Regions from separate parts of the Mus musculus genome. Here all the other regions are linked to region 2. Evidence: chromatin contacts called from public HiChIP or PLAC-seq data. All regions are on one chromosome and are shown on one strand. Each heading gives the region's core, a stretch centred on a gene start, on an enhancer-like site or on the middle of the called end of the contact. The rest is flanking DNA. Distances are from core to core; before and after follow the strand shown.

What was found. HiChIP or PLAC-seq counts read pairs in DNA pulled down with a chosen protein or histone mark.
Region 1: an H3K27ac HiChIP or PLAC-seq map of heart atrium shows a contact between it and region 2, with 6 times the contacts expected there. The contact joins two enhancer-like sites. A contact is called at or near these places in 7 of 39 promoter capture datasets (the HPC-7 cell line, cranial neural crest, frontonasal cranial neural crest and 3 more), 1 of 15 datasets of contacts at CTCF or cohesin (the NIH/3T3 cell line), 1 of 484 Hi-C or Micro-C datasets (liver) and 2 of 115 datasets of contacts at active chromatin or transcription factors (cardiomyocytes and heart atrium).
Region 3: an H3K27ac HiChIP or PLAC-seq map of heart atrium shows a contact between it and region 2, with 7 times the contacts expected there. The contact joins two enhancer-like sites. A contact is called at or near these places in 1 of 484 Hi-C or Micro-C datasets (nephron progenitors) and 3 of 115 datasets of contacts at active chromatin or transcription factors (embryonic stem cells and heart atrium).

Annotation. Positions count from the first base shown.
Region 1 is chr3:104,370,950-104,374,044 of GRCm38.p6, forward strand. No RefSeq gene overlaps it. Among named protein-coding and RNA genes, the nearest start is that of Gm5546, 12 kb to the left of the region's middle. Within about 2 kb of position 1,697, at least 10 of the 459 cell types and tissues checked have an H3K27ac peak or open chromatin away from gene starts, as enhancers often do. A contact at or near this core is called in heart atrium, where this site is marked.
Region 2 is chr3:104,140,784-104,143,873 of GRCm38.p6, forward strand. All of the region lies in intron 1 of Magi3 (membrane associated guanylate kinase, WW and PDZ domain containing 3), which reads right to left. Among named protein-coding and RNA genes, the nearest start is that of Magi3, 78 kb to the right of the region's middle. Within about 2 kb of position 1,773, at least 25 of the 459 cell types and tissues checked have an H3K27ac peak or open chromatin away from gene starts, as enhancers often do. A contact at or near this core is called in heart atrium, where this site is marked.
Region 3 is chr3:104,317,783-104,320,960 of GRCm38.p6, forward strand. No RefSeq gene overlaps it. Among named protein-coding and RNA genes, the nearest start is that of Gm5546, 41 kb to the right of the region's middle. Within about 2 kb of position 1,364, at least 61 of the 459 cell types and tissues checked have an H3K27ac peak or open chromatin away from gene starts, as enhancers often do. A contact at or near this core is called in heart atrium, where this site is marked.

The DNA of each region.
Region 1 (3,095 bases), core at 447-2,946, 230 kb after region 2:
ATACAGAACATCCCACAGAGCTCCTTATACCCAGTGGCTCTTCTAGCCTAAAGTTCCAAAGTTCTTCCACAGTCTTCCAAAAGACTTGATCAGGCTGTTATACGAATACCCTACCCTGGTACCAATTTGTCTTAGTCAGGGTTTCTATTGCTGCAGTGAAACACCACAACCAAGAGGCAAGTTGAAGAGGAAAGGGTTTATTCAGCTTACACTTCCACATTGCTGTTCATCACCAAAGGAAGTCAGGACTGGAACTCACACAGGGTAGGAACCTGTAGGCAGTAGCTGGTGCAGAGGCCATGGACGAGTACTGCTTACTGGATTGCTTCCCCTCCCTTGCTCAGCTTGCTTTCTTATAGAACCCAGGACCACCAGCCCAGTAATGGCACCACTAACAATGGGCTGGATCTTCCCCAACACCCCCCGGATCACTAATTGAGAAAATACTTTACAGCTGGATCTCATGGAGACATTTCCTTAACAAAGGCTCCTTTCTCTGTGATAACTCCAGCTAGTATCAAGTTGACACACAAAACCACAGTACACAGTGTAACCCACCTGCCTATCTGTCACAGGGACTTTGAAAGGTCTCTTTTAGAGGAGCTATTAAAAGTTCTAGGGTAGCACAGAAATGAGCCAAGAAGTAAAGGGACTCGGGAATTCCTGGGACAGTCCTGGGTGGCCAGCAACACATGCTGAAGAACGGTGGGGGTAGAAGTGGGCCCTTCTGAAGAGACTCATGGCAGCATCCTCAGTACTGGGCTATTCTACCCATCAGCACCACCTAACCCTGTTGGGTGAACTGCCTCTTTGAAGCCTGGACAATGCATTTTCCTGGGGACTTCTCTTATTTCTTGTAAAGTCATGACTGCTCATTCTGAGATTGGTTGGTTGAGATAAGGGCATCTTACTGCATTGCCCAGGTCTCATACTCCTGAGTGTAAACTACCTGCACTACAGGCATATGCCACCACAGCCAGCTTTTTTTCCTTCTAATGGAATATTTCCAACATGTCTAAGAGAAAACAGGGCTAGAGAGATGATTCAGTAAGAGCACGTAACGTGCAAACATGAAAATCTGAATTTAAATCTACAACATACACATAAAAAAGGCAGGCTTGCTGTGCATTTCTGTAACCCCAGCACAGTAAAGCAGAGAGAGGTGGATCCTGGAAGATGCTTGATCCGTCAAGGGCAAGCTTCAGATTCAGTGAGAGAGCCTGTCTCAAGGCAAATAGGCAAGAGTAAAATTTGACCTCCAACATGTGCATGTGCTTGTGTGTATGAACCCACACACTCACATGCATGGATCTCTCTCTCTCTCTCTCTTTCTCTCTCTCTCTCTCTCTCTCTCTCTCTCACACACACACACACACACACACACACACATTCCTTGTATCTATCAGACTTCAATGATGGCCAATTAATGCTCCATCCCGTTTACCTTGGACCCATGCACACTTTCCTGATCCCATGGGCCACTCTGAAGTAAACCCTAGTTGGCATGCCCACTATTTGAATTTCAGCATGGATCTCAAAGGACTCTTTGCAAAATTGTAACCTTGATCATGTCGGTCACTGCCCAGAAAGCCACTCAGGCACTTCAGACACTTCATCACCTCTCACATTCCCCAGATGCCTGGTAAAGAGTGCTCTCAAAATTCCTTGCCTGAAGGAGATAGGAATAATATTTACCCTCTTCCCCCCCAAGGACATAAGGACAAACCAAAGTATGATTTCACCCTTAGGCTTCCTGGGGAGCCAATGAGTTTATTGGGCTTATTTACAGAGTATGGATGACTCCAAAACAGTGACACCTGAAGGCCTTCACCTAGTATGGATGATGGCTTCCTCACTGCACATGCGTGGAGTTATCACCTCCCTTCATAGTCTTCCTCGAGACTCTTAAGGTCAGCTGCAGTTAGGACAGAATTGTGTGCAAATGCGTTGAGTAGCTGGATACTCAGGTGAGGGGCAATGACTCTTCCCACCCCCATCTTCTAAGAGGAGGTGCCAACAGTTCACAAGTTGGGTGGTTGTTTCACAGCTGATACAATTAGGATGGTGGCAGTTTGAGAAGATGGCACATTACAGGAGCCTTTAAAATGAGGTTTGCAAATGTTCTTTACAGTGAGTCATTGGTTTGGTTAGAGGCATCTGCAAGAAAAGCCGGGCAAATGGTATACTGTATGACACACTACAGCCTCCCAGACAAGATTTATTTATTTGTTTTCTTTTGGGGAGGAGTTGCAAGGACAGAGGGTGGATATGGAGGGATGGGGAGATTAGTGGGATTAGGGTGCATGGTGTGAAATTCACAAAGAATCAATAAAAAAAAGTGGTTTGCTTGTTTGCATCCGCAGCCAAATCAAATTCACCAATTGCTGTTGGTTAGCATCTCTTTCCATTGTCTTCTAATTTAAACACCCCTCTTTCAAATCTTCTTTTGAAATCTTCTTTTCCTTGAATTTTTTTTTCTGTATATAAATTAGATTGCCCTGTGAAATCCCCCAATCTGGACTGTGCTCATCACGTCTACGCTTCAGTGACTTGCCATGTCCCTGTTTGTGGTAGTAAGGTCTAGCACCTCCATCAGGTTCAAATAAACACGGTCTACTTTTGTTGGTGGGGTTGGAAGTACCTAAGGTGTGGTTGAGTCTCCCATAACATCACAAGCCGCTGATGCTGGATGCCTGGTGGTTCTTCAGTGGGAACATGACGTCATTTGTCTCATTCCCCCACCCATGGATGATCTGTAAAGCTTCTCCAAAGGGGACCTTCTTTCAGTAGCCATTTTGTGACACTGAAGTCCAGTTCACAAAAAAAATCAACTTGCCCAGCTTGCCCAGCACCAGTCCTGGCGGGGTGGGGGGGTGGGGGTGGGGGGGTGGGGGGTGGGAGGGTAGGTAGGGGCTGGGGTGCTGAGGCCCAGGTGCTTGTCATCGGAGCTCCTTCTCCATGTCCCCAGGGTTAAGCTCATCCCACTTCCACAGCAGCCGTGGAAAGGTTAAAGGAGATCCTGCACAGCATGCAAGCACTCTGTAGGCTGAATGGCGGTCCTTATCTTCACTTATTTCCTAAAAGGCACCCAGTAG
Region 2 (3,090 bases), core at 523-3,022:
CAAGCTTCAAAACAATCAACATTTGGTAAAATGACAATTATCTTCTATTCATGCAAAACATACAAATAACTCAGACTAAGCATAGATTTTGGATCACAATTTTAACAGAATGCAGGTATGGAAAATTTTTAGAGTCAACTCAAAAGCTCATTTTTAGTTATGATAAAATATGAACTTATTAGCAGAAGAAATAAATTTAAGAATACTGAAAAGACCAAACATTTGGTTTTTTTCACCCATATTTTCTACATTTACATAAGTAAATCCATTTGAAATGTCATGAGAATAATATCTCAAATGTAAAAGGAAACAAGTTGGCCAAGTCTAGACTTAAATATACGTAAATCTCTCATAGAAATCCATAGAAGGTAGATAAATAGATAAAAAGTAGGTATATAGATTGAACAGAAGCGCCTTATCAAACATAGCATTTTAACAATTTGCAGGAGATTACAGGGGACAGATTTGTGTGGTGTGAGCATATCCACATGTGGAGGCCAGAGATCAATGCCAGGTATCTGCCTCTATGGCTTGCCACCTTCCATTTCAAGTTAGAGACTCTCACCGAATCTGGATTTGCCAATTCAGCTTGACTAGCTGAGCAGAAATCTCTGTTGTCTTTACTCTCCCAGGGCCAGAGCCACAGACATGCTACTACTCCCACCTTTTATATGGGTGCTGGTGATAAAACTCAGGCCCCTTTTACAGCAAGCACTTTACCCATGAGCTACCCCTCAAGCCCTAAAATGTTTGATTTAAAAAAAAAACTGCATTTTTCACATTGAGAAATAAAAAACCACAGTTCTAATAAAACAATAATATAGAAAACACAATAGACAATTTCTAAAAATTAATTTTATGGTAGAACTTCATTATGATGCCATAGAAACAGCATGAGTAAAATTACATTCTTCATATGAAAAGATAATTGAATAGTATTCACTGGTAATGGGAAATAAAAATTTAGCCTAATTGCAGTAAAAGGAATTATAAGAAAATAAAAATAATAATGGCATTAGCCATTTTAGGGTTACTAGTAAATATTCTTAAATAGTTTTAAATTTGTATGTGATTTTGATGTTTAGGGGCTAGAAAAAAATCTAGATCTTAAAATAACAATTTGACAATAAAAATCCTTTTGTCAGAGAATTTTGGTAAATATGCAAGCAATTATAATAATTAATAGTAATAATAATAAAACTTCACAAAGACTCTCTAGTGTAATCTTAGGATTGCTTAAGTGAAAATGGAATAGCTTCTAAATAATACTATAATTCATTCATTTGTGTAATTTCCTCCCATTCATTTTTAAGAGAAAAAATTTTAAAAATGTTCTCCACATAACTTATGCATAATAGTTTTCCTGTTTCAAAATAGCAGTGACAGCATCCAACAAGGAATCTTGAAGGGTGTTTTCTCAAAAAATTAAAATTAAAAAATCAATCATTTTCTCAGTAGGAAGGATCAATGTAGGATAAGGACAGATCAATACAGCTTATTTATTTCCTTCTGCTCTGATCCTAGGTGTGGCTTCACTTTTGCACTACAGAATATACTTTCTGCATACAATAAAATGTGACACAGGTCTATTAAAAGGAAGAAGGAAAAGAATTTCATGTTTATTTGTCCATGATGAAAGGAACAAGGGTGCATCAGCACTCACTATGCTCCCATTGCCAACCTTCTAAATGGTAGATGAGCAGCTGTGTTTCTCACACCTCCAGTTATCAGAAATTAGTGCAGCTGACTGGGAACTGTAACAGTCCTCTCCAGTTCAGTTAAACAGGGCGAGCCGTGGCAGCTTCACGGTGTATTTACTTATCACCTTGGAGGACTTTGGAGCCTGCGGAGAAAAACAGCCAGGCTGGCCAGATGCCCTGGATTGCAAATGTTTGACCAAAGGGGTTAAAACACTGACATGAAAACTTTAAAAGAAAAGTGGTTACCCTTAAGTTTTCTTCCCATCACCTCATTAAATCTATCTTTGTCTTTCTTTCCTTTTAACAAAATATTGCAATGGACACTCCATGTTTGCATGCCATATTTCTTTTCTTTTTAACATATCTTTTCACAAATTCACAAGAGTTGAGGAAGAACTGACATTAGGAAAATGGCTGTAAAGGTCCTTGCTGCTAAGCCTGAAGACCTGAGCTTGATCCTTGTAACCCACATGTGCTAGAGGGTTGTTTCCTCAAAAAGTAGAAGAGAGAATAATAAGGTCTGTTGTCCTGAAATGAAGAGTTAGCCTCTTCATCTGAAGTTATAAAGGTGCTAGTAGTCTCCTCATGTGCAAAACAGGGAAAAACACTTTTTGCTATCTTATAGGACCATTTGAAGATGAAAATGTTTAATATATTAAAATACTTAAAACAATAATTTATATGGGGCTAAAAAAATCCTTTTTGTGAGCGCCAAAGCAAGCCCTAAGAAAATATAAAAACCAAAATAATTGGGGTAATAAACAATTATTTGAAGCAGGAGAGGGGAAGGGACCATAAAGCTTGAACAAGTTTTAAAAAGAAAAGTCTTGGTCACTAGCCTTCTTTTTAAATTTCCTGGTTTTTTAGTACCCTCAATTAAAGGGTTTTGCAGAATATTGAAAATACACTCAAATTATAAAATATTTGTTTTCTGTGACTCTAAATTGGACCTAATTTAAATATCTTCATTGTCTTTCTCATGATTCTTAAGCTCTATCTTTGAAATATGACACTGGACTCTCTTCTTGATAATTTCGTTACTACTGTACTAATCAACTATCATCGTCTCTTAGTAGAGTAAGATAGTCCTCCTTGCTTTTCCCTACCCCCTATAGTCAAATTCCCACACAGCAGCCAGAACGAGCTTTCTTAAGCCCAAATTAGTATAGCTTTCAGGGCACACAACAATCCTCTGTCCATAATGCTTTAGGGACATCTACTCTTGTTCCTACTTCTGTCCTCTTTTACCTCGTTAAAACACTCTATTTCCTTCACAGAATTCACATGATTGTTTTATTACAGAATTATTACATAATATTTTACATAACTATTATGATATTTGGATTCATTAAGACAGAATTTATACATCTTACTTATCATTATAAGATCT
Region 3 (3,178 bases), core at 114-2,613, 180 kb after region 2:
ACCTCATTATCAACTCTCACGCTGTCACAACAATGGAAGCTGCCTTTTCAGGACTCCATGTTAAGGAGGCTTCCAGAAGAAAACCTTCTGAGAGAATTAGTACTCTAGTGCACTCAGAGAGTGCTTGGCTAGACAGAAACAGCAAAGCATGGGCATCACTGTTTTGTCCAAAGCAGTTGAAAAAAAATTTCAAGATGGAGACAATCTCTGGGGCTCTGTAGACAGAGTTCAAGACCCCAGCCCTCTGTATTAGCAACGTGAACTCTAGCCAGCTAAGTGTTTTAAACCTCAATGTCCATGTTTGTAAGATGGAGATAAGATTTACTACCCACCTCACAGAGTGGTCCAAATCTTAAGCCAGGAGCTGAAAACTGTGATTTAGAAATGTTACTTACGAGAACCATCTTGTTAGCATTCTCTCTACTCTAGGGCTGGGATGACCCATTGAACTAACTGAAGCCAATACGTCTTGCTCCCTTCGTATCCTAAGTCCTTCAGAAGAGTCCTAATTGAAGTTGTATATTAAATATCTAGGTAGGTCTATGTACATATTGGCTTCTATTTTTTTTAATGCACAAGTATTTTAACTGACACATAAAAACGTAAGCTTTATATATGTATGGAGTACCACACAACATTTTGAGACATATGAGTTGTGTAGTGTTTAAATGAGGGCAAACACTTCAGTCTACTCACCTAACATTTATGGTGAAAACATTCAAAACTCTCTCTGCCAGCTCTTTGAAATACACTATGCATTGCTGTTATCTGCAGTCACCCTACTGTGCACAGTCACCCTACTGTGCACACCAGAGCGGCTTGCTCCTGTCTAACTCTACACTCCTATTTTTACAGTGGGTTTGATTTTATAATTGGGGTAATACCTCAACACATAGACAGTGCTCTCTTGGCACTAATAAGTCTATAAAAAGGTTACGTCTCTGCTCTGTGTCTACAATTCTCTGACAGGTCTTCTTCCTGGTAATAGGTTTGCCCTTAAATCTTCCCTGGTAGATCTTGTTTTCAGAAAAGAAAGGATATTGGTGTTTAATATATATGATGGATTTTTAAAAAACAGTAACAGTCCCAAATAGATCCTGTCTCCCACCCTCACATATTTGAGCTGTTCCCTCCCACCTTGGCTCTGGACTTGGCCACTTGAGTTGGCCTATGGGATCATTATCAAATTTGACAGAAGCAGGGGCTGGACACGGACTTGCCAATTGAGCTTGACTCGTTCTTGTTGTTGAGAACTTTCTGGCAGTAGGTGAAGAAACACAAGCCAGCCTGCTGGAGAGAACAACCTAGACACCAGCCAGAACCCCCTCACCCCAACCCCCATCCACACGAGCAAAGGCATTGTAGGCTTCCAGCCCCGTCTGAGTTGCCAGCTGCCTGCAGCCGCATGAATGGCTCTGATGAAACCAGCCCCCGAATGTCCAGCTGCATCTAGCCCTCGCTGCTGACCTGCAGAATAATGAACTGATAAAACGGCTGTTGTTCTTAGCTACCAAGTGCTGGAGGGGTTTGTCAAAGCAGATAACAGATAAACTTAAATTTTATAGATACAGTAGCAGTTATTTCTGCCCTCCTGTTTATGCTTCTAGAAGAAGCTTTTGTCGCATGATAAGACATGGAGATCTGTTTGTGGAAAGTCCAGAGAGACCCACGCCTGTGGCCCTCCCCCTTTTCCTTTTAGTTGATTTTGGATAATCCAGAATAGAAGCTCTGCCTGTGAAATTTTTGAGAAGTGTAGCAGAACCGTCAGCTAAACAAAGTGAGAGTCTCTGAATAGCAAGAGAGAGATTAGCTGGCAGCAGGAATGTGCTCCACTCCTGGGAATAACTTCCTGACACCACTCTGCATATCACAGTGCCAATCCCTCGTCTTGATACTTAGCATGCACAGTCACACAGGCATACTCAGTAGTTATTGAAGAATGCCGATTTTCACCTGGTGAATGGATGTCGCTAAGTGGCTGAATAGATTCTAGAGATGCAGTTAAGGGAAATGGCTGCTAACCTATAACAAGGAAGTGGGTGGGGAATGGACTTTGAAAGACTCTGGAGAAGCTTAAAAAAATAATGAGAAACAAGAGGAATAGACACACTCAAAGCAGAGAGACTCCGATTTCTCTGTGGTTCTGGCCCACCAGGCAGGTAACAAATAACTATGAATAGTCAACTTCACTAAATAAACAAACAATGCAAACTCCTTGGAAGGAGGTCAGGTTCTCAAATTAAGGTCACCAAAATTGCCAGTGTAATATACGAGGGATGTAGAGAGATAAACTGAAATGTTCAGGATCCAATTGGGAAACCCACATTCCATTAAACACTCCTCACAGAGATCTAGAAGAACTATTTGTTAAATATTTTGTTCTAGAGGAGAGACACCGCAGAGATTTGAACTAATGCTGGGGATGACAAAGAGGATAATGGACGAGAGAGAGAGAGAGAGAGAGAGAGAGAGAGAGAGAGAGAAATGGGGGAACACTTTGGCTTCATTCTGCTTCCTCAAACAATCACAAACTAACCCCCCCCCTCCATGGGGGAATTCCTGAGATACAGGAAGACTCCCCATCATGAATAAGAATATTTAAAAATCTTAAATACCACCTAAAGTAGCAAGGCCACTGTTGGTTTTTAAGATTTATTCTTTCTTCTTATGGCAACAACCCTCCTCTCTTCACACCCTGATGCTTGGATGGAAACTGGGTCCTGTGGTTGGCATGTGACCATCATTAAGCCACTGTGAGCCACTGACATTCACTAACGAGGGTCACAGGACCCTACTAGAACCAATGGAATGCTGTTAAACGTGGGTCTGTAGGAGGCTGGGGCTGGCGCCATCATGTTGGGCTCTGTGCACTTAGATTCTGGGATGGAAGCCAAGACAGTGGTGGAAGATGGCCACGTAAGGTGGAATTTGAGCTATGAAATCAGCCTCATCTGAAACCATGCTTACCCCTCAGATGTTTTGTTTCCATAGACCAACACATTCCATTGTTGCTTAAGTCAATTGCTTTCTGTCACTTGCTATCAGGAGAGCAGTGGGGGTCATCTCTTAATGGATTTCTCATCTGTAAAAATGGGAGACATTACTAGAAGAGAGCATCTATCTTCAGCCTGTAGTTCTGATTTTAAGAGAGTGAGGTTATAATATTCTACCAGACAAA